Regions from separate parts of the Lactuca sativa genome. Here regions 2 and 3 are each linked to region 1. The links are chromatin contacts, called in public Hi-C maps. All regions are on one chromosome and are shown on one strand. The core of a region is the stretch at or near the end of the contact, and the rest is flanking DNA. Distances in the headings are between cores, read along the strand shown. Region 1 holds the start of LOC111895637. Region 2 holds the start of LOC111895722 (cyclin-dependent kinase inhibitor 7). Region 3 holds the start of LOC111895665 (cyclin-dependent kinase inhibitor 7).

Region 1 (2,879 bases), core at 244-2,743:
ACCGGACCAGAGTCAAACATTTGACCAGAGATACATGTCATGAGTAATCGACTATCATCCTTCATAAAAAAAAATTATACATATTTAGAAAATGAAAATGTTATTGATATTAAAAAGCAAAAACATACAGATTTAACATTTAATACCATATTGAGATGTGCTTCACATGTTCCTTCAATAATCTGTAACATATGTATAATGATTAGATATGAATAATTTAATATATTTAAATTAAGTTTAATGATATTTACCTGAAGAAGCTTATACATACAAGCTTGTGAGCCACCGGAAAATGATGCAAGGACTAAAGGACATGGTCTAGATCTTAAATCCTACATTCACAAATAGGCATATATTTATTTAAATTTAGTACTTTAATTTTGGAATTCTCAATTGGAAAATGTTAAGAGAAATATTAGAGTTTACATATTTTAATGGATGATAACTGACCTCTAAAAGCTCATTGAGGATGGAAAAAGCAAGTGCTGTGGCTTTCTCAGGAAAAAATCTGTAAATATCATGTGAAATCAGGAATTTAAAATAATTGTTGAACTAGATATATATAATTTCAAACATCCACTTTGTTTATGGCTAATTTGTATCAAGTGTAAGTGTAAATCTAAAGGGGATAAAGACATCGTTGCATCATATGCATAAGTATGTGATAGATGCCTACAAAGAACTATTTTTTTATCCTAAAAGATCAATCAAGCAACAAGATATTTCACAATTGCTATGATGCTCTTATCCCTAAAATCTGAGGAATGATCAAACCCTTTTTTGATGTCGCTTAATAGTCTTATATTCAAATTATTCATCAAATTTCGCGCAAAATAAAGGCGAATTACTTGGATCCTTTGAATCTCCCAGCATGTGTTCTTTATACTTTTAACATTCCAGAATATATGAAAGCCCCAATCAAAACCTACAGTTTTATAGCTTATATATTATAACAAGATACTCAACTTTTAGCTTGCCCCACAACACAGTACTCGAAGAACAATTTCAGAACGTTTTCGACAGTTTAAATACTTAAACAGATGTACCATATCACATACAGAACTCCTAATTGAGTACAGATGAACTTACGGGTTGAGAAAATCGGAAAGAACAACAAGAGAGTTCCAACCAATAGACGAATACAGATCGACATAATTCTTCAAGCGACACTCGTCAAGCGAACCCCAAGCAAAAATTACAACGATTCCTTCGAGTTTCGATGCAGATGACGTCTCCTCCTCATTTCGAACCCAATAAAAGGTTCCTCCACCTCCGCTACTCAACATAACTTTAGGCGTTATCCCCCCCGCTCAAACCCTAATCAGTTTTTTTCACAAACACGATGATTACTGAAGATGAAATCAGAGAAAAAGGCGAGTTAGTTCTGGTGGTGGTGGTGGATCGTTGAGGACCTGTTGGATGTGGTTTTCACGAGGAGATTGTATCTTATTGGGAGTGGGGTCCAGCAGCCGATCATGGTGATGCGGCAATGTGATCGCTTGGCGGAAACGTGTTTTGGGTTTTTATTTTTTCCCCTTTTCTTGCATAAACAATATAGTCCAATTATGTCATAAAACATTAAAATGTTAAATAGAATTATTCATAAAATAGAGATAATTATTTTTTAGGAATTTTATATAATACGGATAATCGAGAAATTTCACTTGCTAATTCGTAGATTTGTTTTTTGTACCAAAAGATTTTATATATATATATATATATATATATATATATATATATATATATATATATATATATATATATATATATATATATATATATATGGGTAAAGTGAATATACCTAACAACCTTATATAAGCTTAGGTACCTAACTCCATAATACTACATCGGTTTGTATCATATTTACATTGTAATTGCCTAAGGTTTTTAAACTTCAACCTCATAACTTGATTACTTCCAAAATCTTTGGACTTTCAACAATATCTTTATTTTACATCACGTCTTTCTATTGAATACCACCTGATGGGCTTCATATCCTACCGCTACAAATGAAAGGATGTAGGAGAAATATAATGATGAATTTCGAATTTTTTTTAAGTGAATCAAGTTTAGGGATGAAGTTTAAGAACCTTAGATGATTGCAATGAAAATTTAATGCAAAATGACGTAGTTTGATGAAGTTAGGTACCTAAGCTTATATAAGGTTGTTAGGTATATTCACTTTACCCTATATATATATATATATATATATATATATATATATATATATATATATATATATATATATATATATATATATATATATATCCCAGTAGTTCTTTTGTCATGTGTCACCATGTTAGGCATTGTAATTAATACCATAACACTTGTCAATCTATTGACGCTTGTCAATCTATTAATTCTCCATTTCAATTTCAAATTTCAAAATTTAAATCGCAATTTAATTACATTAAATTAATAATATTAGAATAAAATAAAGTAAAATTTATACAAATTAAAAGATTATATATTTTACGTATTTATTTGAATCAACGATTATAATTTTATATAACTAAAAAAATATCTTTTAATTAATAAGTTATTTAAAATTATTAATTAATAGTTTTGAGTTTTTACTTAGAAAGTTTAATTAATTTTCTAACCGTGGTTCCCACGGGTTATAAACTAGTATATATATATATATATATATATATATATATATATATATATATATATATATATATATATATATATATATATATATATATATATATATATATATATATATATATATATTACCATTCCTTCCTCATGCAAAATTGTTGATAATGTCACGAAACAATTACCGTAAATACGTGTGGCTCATTTCCCAAAATGGTTCATTTAAATTTGTAAGTAATCCTCCTTTCTCATTCATCGATAAAAAGATAAGGATCAAA
Region 2 (2,879 bases), core at 221-2,720, 170 kb after region 1:
AGAATACGAGATAAAGGCTAAATTGTTGTGATAACAAACCCCAAAAGGGAAAATAGTTACAGAAATTACAATTCGAAATTAGTAGAAGTGGGAAAGAATCAAGAACTAGATGATATGTCTTCAATTTGACAGGTCATGGATCCATCGATTATGGCTTTAATCGAACCCATTGGTACCTTCCTTCCATTGGAACATCTTTCACGATATCATAGTTGTACCTGATGAACAGTAAAAACGAAAATTAGTTGGAAATAATGATTGTACTCCAAATTCTACAATGCGCATGTGGAGGAGTAGTGGAGGTGGGTGGTGGAGGTGTATCATGAACAAACCGCCATAGCTACTTACTTTTCTGTGAAACGTTTCTGTTCGTACTTTTCCGCTTCCGAGAAAAATTCTTCAAGCTCAGCCGGAGAAGGAGACTTTTCCGGTGGTGGTTTACGACCGGAAGTAGCTTCGTTTGCAGCTGCGGTCTTCTTCTTATTCTTTGGAGTAGATGTGGATAATGACTCCATTTCTTCTGATTCTAATGAAACCACGCTTGATGCAGATGTCTCTCTACTGTAAATTGACAAACATAACACAAAAATTTAGTGGTGTGGAGTTTTCTACAAATAGACAAATCCGAAACGATGGAACTGATAAAAATTGTTGAAACAGAATCATAATTGAGAATTTGACCTGAAACCGTCGTTACTGGACATGAAGATTTCGGTTTCGGAAAGACATTCCGCCTGTAAATGAACATTCAATCGGATTAATTAAGATGTAACAAACACAAATTCATTACTCGAGAAAAAAAATAATCGATGTATTTACTAGAATTTTGAATTTTAATTCATACCTTCAGATCTGGTCTCGAATCATCATTGATAGAGCAGATAAACGACGAAACATGATCAGAAACACCGGACTCCGCCGTCAAAACAACATTCTCATGGAAATTGAAGCCAATTTCACTTCGAGACTGAAACTGAAGCTGAAAAACATTCTCCTGAGCTTGAGAATCCAATCTTCTTCTCTTACCGGTGCCGGAGCTCGAAACATCTGTATCTCTACTCCGCCGCACGTCTCCATGGGAATTTGGAACCTCCATTGTGGAAACCTCTTCAGTGCTTTCACATCCGCTTGTGCACGTTTCCTCAATCATAATTCACACATACAAATTGCTGTATATTCTTTAGATGAATCAAACTGAAAAAACCAACATCTTTTCTCTCTTTAAAGCTGAATAGACAAAGTGAAAAGACTGGAGTGGAAATAAAGGTAAGGTTGGACATGATCGGACGGTGTGAAATTTAATAAGTCGGTTGTTTTCTAATATAAAAGTTATTGTATAAAATTGAAGTTGTTATATTGAAAATATGCTTTTCATATTTCTAATAATAAAGTTATTGTCGTTAATATAATTTTTTGATCACAATGTTCAAAAAAGAATATTATCTGATTGTGTAGGTTTAAGTGTTTATAATGGTTATGAGGAAGGTGTGCAATGAATGAAATTTTCAGGTGAGATGCAATGAATTGGTACAATCACAGTTAAAGTTAGATACATTTATATAGAGGCAACTAACATATTAAACAATGATATTAATGAAATAAATATCCTACTTTTGGGAGAGTTGATCATTCAGTAATCGCATTCACAAGAAGGTTACAGGCATTTACAAATATATATATATATATATATATATATATATATATATATATATATATATATATATATATATATATATATATATATATATATATATATATATATATAGGGCCGGTCTATTGTTTTTTACTATCCGGGACGAGATAAAAAAATTCTGCCCTTATATGTGTACCATACAATAACAAAAACATATAATCAAACAAATGTAGTAATTTCTAATATAAAAAATGCAGTAATTTTTTATGATCAAACAAATAATACAAATAAAATATACAAAAAATCACCTAAAATGGTGTCTTCGCGCAATTTTTAAAGCGAAAGCATCTCTTATTTTACAATAATCAATATTTTTTAAAAAATCACTTTCAATACTTAAAATTGCTAATCCATTCAATCTTTCTTGAGTCATGGTACTTCGGAGATACGATTTCAAAAGCTTCAATTTTGAAAAACTTCTTTCCGCGGAAGCAACCGTAACCGGCACCGTCAATAATATCCTATATGCAACCAACACATTAGGGAACATATCCATTCTTCTTGCATACTCCATTATTTGAATAGATGTCCAAGGACTTCGACTTTTGTATGCTTCATCCGGCAACATTTTCTGCAAAAGTTTTAATTCAATGAATAAACCATCTCCATTAATATCATAATCTTCACCATTTTTCAAATTGGACTCAAGATTTAAACAACATTTCTTTAATTCATCATCAACTAAAAAAACTAATTTGGAACCATCAAACAAAAAACCAAATATCGATTCAAAATATTGCATTGTTCAAATCTACTTTTCAATTGAACAAGAGCCATATCAACAAGAATAAAAAAATAATCCCTTTTAAATACTTCTTGAGAAGATTGGTGTTCTCTTTCGGTATTTGGAATTTCATCAAAATGTTGTTTTCTTTTTTTATTGCGTTTTTGAGGAAATTCGGGTTTAACTTTAACACTATTTGCTATTTCTTTTGCTTCACTAATAGCAAAGTCAAACCCACTTTCCCTATATCCTTCAAAATAATTAATTAACCCCTCTAAATTTTTTACAGCAACATCAAGAAGCATTTCGTTGGATTGTAACTTTTTGCTTACCAAATTAATTTTGTACAAAATATCATACCATATAACTAAACTTAAAATAAATTCAAAACTAGAAAATTCACCAATTTACTAGTGAATCAGCATCTCTACACACTTGTCCATTATCACTTATTTTAGATAA
Region 3 (2,879 bases), core at 123-2,622, 140 kb after region 1:
TAATCCACAGAGCGTGCTGTTAGCCTACTGAGATTGTTGATAATCCTCAGAGTTGCTAATAACTCATTGTTGTTTATTATGATGTGAAGTATGAATATTTTGCTAATAAACCAAATTCAATTTTTTACATAAAAGTAAATCTATAAGACACAAAAAACTAAGGTTGGAATAAATTTGTGAGAAAAATTTAAAACTTAGAAGTGTAAATATGAAAAACAATAAGCAACATTATGTAGATGGTATAACAAGCTGGAGTTGACGTATGATTTCGTAGTAGCTGTTGTCGATGACACATTTTATTTATTTAGTGGTGTAATAATAAAAAATGCGTCCGAAAAAGAAAATAGGGGTTGTCGGTGCCATATGAGCACCATAGTGGAACCGCCTCTGATAACAAGTCGTGAGAGGAATTTCATAGTTATTTATGTTTTGATTTTATATAAAATAGAAAAATTAAGAAAAATAACTATTATAAATGAGTTTTTTTAACTAGTTTTTTAGTTTTTGAAAATATAATCATTTTCTTCTTGAATGATTTATTGTAGACAAATATTTAATTCCAAAGTATTTTTGCGAAAAGTTTTTCAAAAAAATATTTTTGTTTATATCTAAACTCTTTATTTCAAAATATTTAATATTATCGGTTTTTAGTTAAATATTTGATTTCAAGCCATATTCTAATATATATTTTATATTTATTATGTTTGTTTAATTTTATATAAAATATATTTTTTTTCTCAAAGTTTCGAAACTGTTCATCGGATTTCAATTTTTTTCTTAAAATTATGAAAAAAAAATTTGAACTCTGAAATTTTAGTTCTTGAATATCAATTCGAAATTTATTTTTTGTTGGAAAATATATTTTTCTCTATCTAAAATCCTCTATTTCAGACTTGATGGTTATTTTTCCAAAAAAACCTTTTTTGGGTTATTTTATTCAAATAAATTTTATATTATGGTTAAATTACTCAATTTCCCTAGTTGGTTATTTCAACACAATTAGAACAACATATTTTTCAAAAACAATGTTAATTGTAAAACAAATAATTGTTTTGAAGAAAAACTTTAATGTGTTTTTAAGCAGAAATATTATTTTAATGTTAAATTGTGTAAAAATTTCAGTATATATAAATGTGTATAATAAACGTAATTTGTTACACGTTAAAGTTGTTAAACACCGAAAGAGTTGTTGGAAACTGGTTATACCAACTATTGTCGATAAAAAAAAATATTATTTTTAAACAGAATTTTAATGTTAAAGCACAAAATAATAATAATAATAATAATAATAATAATAATAATAAATAAAATAAAATAAATGAATATATACACATAATTTGTTACCCGACTCATTAATTTTTGAACCATCCAATCATGTCGACTCTTACTTATATTTCCACTCTTTCTTTTCCCTTTCTCTATTCTCAAGTTGCCTTAAAGAGGGAGAGAAAGAGGTTCGTTTTTTCAGTTTGAATATACAGCATTTTGTATGTGTGAATTATGATCGAGGAAACGTGTATAAGCGGATGTGAAAGCACAGAAGAGGTTTCAGCAATGGAGGTTCCAAATTCCGATGGAGAAGTCCGGCGGAGTAGAGATACAGATGTTACAAGCTCCGGCACCGGTAAGAGAAGAAGATTGGATTCTCAAGATCAGGAGAGTGGTTTCCAGCTTCGGTTTCGGTCTCGACGTGAGATTGACGAAAATTTCCATGAGAATGTTGTTTTGACGGCGGTGTCTGGTGTTTCTGATCATGTTTCGTCGTTTATGTGCTCTATTATTGACGATTCCAGACCAGATCTGAAGGTTTGAATTCAAAATTCCAGTAAATACAACGCTTGTTTTTTTCCTAGAAGCTGGTGAATTTGCTGTAGATCTTAACTAATCCGAATCGATGTTCATAATTACAGGCGGAGTGTCTTTCCGAAACAGAAATCTTCATGTTCAGTAACGACGGTCTCAGGTAAAATCAATTAATCACTCTCAATTATGATTCTGTTTCAATTTTGATCAGTTCTACCGTTTCGTTTTTTGTCTATTTACTAAAATTTTTGTTTTCATGTTTGTTAATTTACAGTAGAGAGACATCTGCATCAAGTGTGGTTTCCTTGGAATCAGAAGAAATGGAGTCGTTATCCACATCTACTCCAAAGAAGAAGAAGAAGACCGGAGCCGCAAACGAAGCTACTTCCGGTCGTAAACCACCACCGGAAAAGTCTCCTTCTCCGGCCGAGCTTGAAGAATTTTTCTCAGAAGCGGAAAAGTACGAAAAGAAACGTTTCACAGAAAAGTAAGTAGCTATGGCGATTTGTTCATGATACACATACACCAATCTTAACGTGAACCTCCACTATTCCTCCACATGCGCATTGTAGAATTTGGAGTACAATCAATATCTCCAACTAATTTTCGTTTTTACTGTTCATCAGGTACAACTATGATATCGTGAAAGATGTTCCAATGGAAGGAAGGTACCAATGGGTTCGATTAAAGCCATAATCAATGGATCCATCAGCTGTCAAATCGAAAGACATATCATCTAGTTCTTGATTATTCCCTTCTTCTACTAATTTCGAATTCTAATTTCTGTAACTATTTTCCCTTTTTGGGTTTCTGTTATGACAACAATCTAGGCTTTATCTCGTAATCTAACCTCTCTTCTTTCATTTCTCCATCGTTAGAAGCTTCTTCTTCTGCAACATAACTATTAACAAACAATTCTACACTCTCTCTCTTCTGCAACTGTAATTTTGTGGGGCATATATGGGACAATTCCTTGCAGCCTGCTACAAATCCGGGTATAAATACTTTCTTACAATTATGTTTAATTATTTTCAAATAATTTTGGGAAATTTTCAATTTTGAGAGTTTAAAATTTT

What was found. A called contact is a pair of places that touch in the nucleus more often than the background predicts.
Region 2: a contact with region 1 is called in a Hi-C map of leaf, with 6 times the contacts expected there. The contact joins the promoter of LOC111895722 here to the promoter of LOC111895637 in region 1. A contact is called at or near these places in 3 of 4 Hi-C or Micro-C datasets (leaf and seed).
Region 3: a contact with region 1 is called in a Hi-C map of leaf, with 6 times the contacts expected there. The contact joins the promoter of LOC111895665 here to the promoter of LOC111895637 in region 1. A contact is called at or near these places in 2 of 4 Hi-C or Micro-C datasets (bud and leaf).

Annotation. Positions count from the first base shown.
Region 1 is chr7:158,323,729-158,326,607 of Lsat_Salinas_v11, forward strand. It overlaps LOC111895637, which reads right to left and starts at 1,494. Exons shown (of 7, transcript XM_023891715.3): 1 at 1,090-1,494; 2 at 451-508; 3 at 252-332; 4 at 147-182; 5 at 1-59. The coding sequence starts at 1,286.
Region 2 is chr7:158,493,501-158,496,379 of Lsat_Salinas_v11, forward strand. LOC111895722 (cyclin-dependent kinase inhibitor 7) reads right to left here and starts at 1,471. Exons shown (of 4, transcript XM_023891794.3): 1 at 845-1,471; 2 at 682-734; 3 at 349-561; 4 at 7-218. The coding sequence starts at 1,150. The coding sequence ends at 149. It overlaps LOC111895610 (a long non-coding RNA gene), which reads right to left. Exons shown (of 3, transcript XR_008225270.1): 3 at 1,850-2,879.
Region 3 is chr7:158,459,585-158,462,463 of Lsat_Salinas_v11, forward strand. It overlaps LOC111895665 (cyclin-dependent kinase inhibitor 7), which reads left to right and starts at 1,373. Exons shown (of 4, transcript XM_023891742.2): 1 at 1,373-1,806; 2 at 1,911-1,963; 3 at 2,081-2,290; 4 at 2,430-2,666. The coding sequence starts at 1,501. The coding sequence ends at 2,499.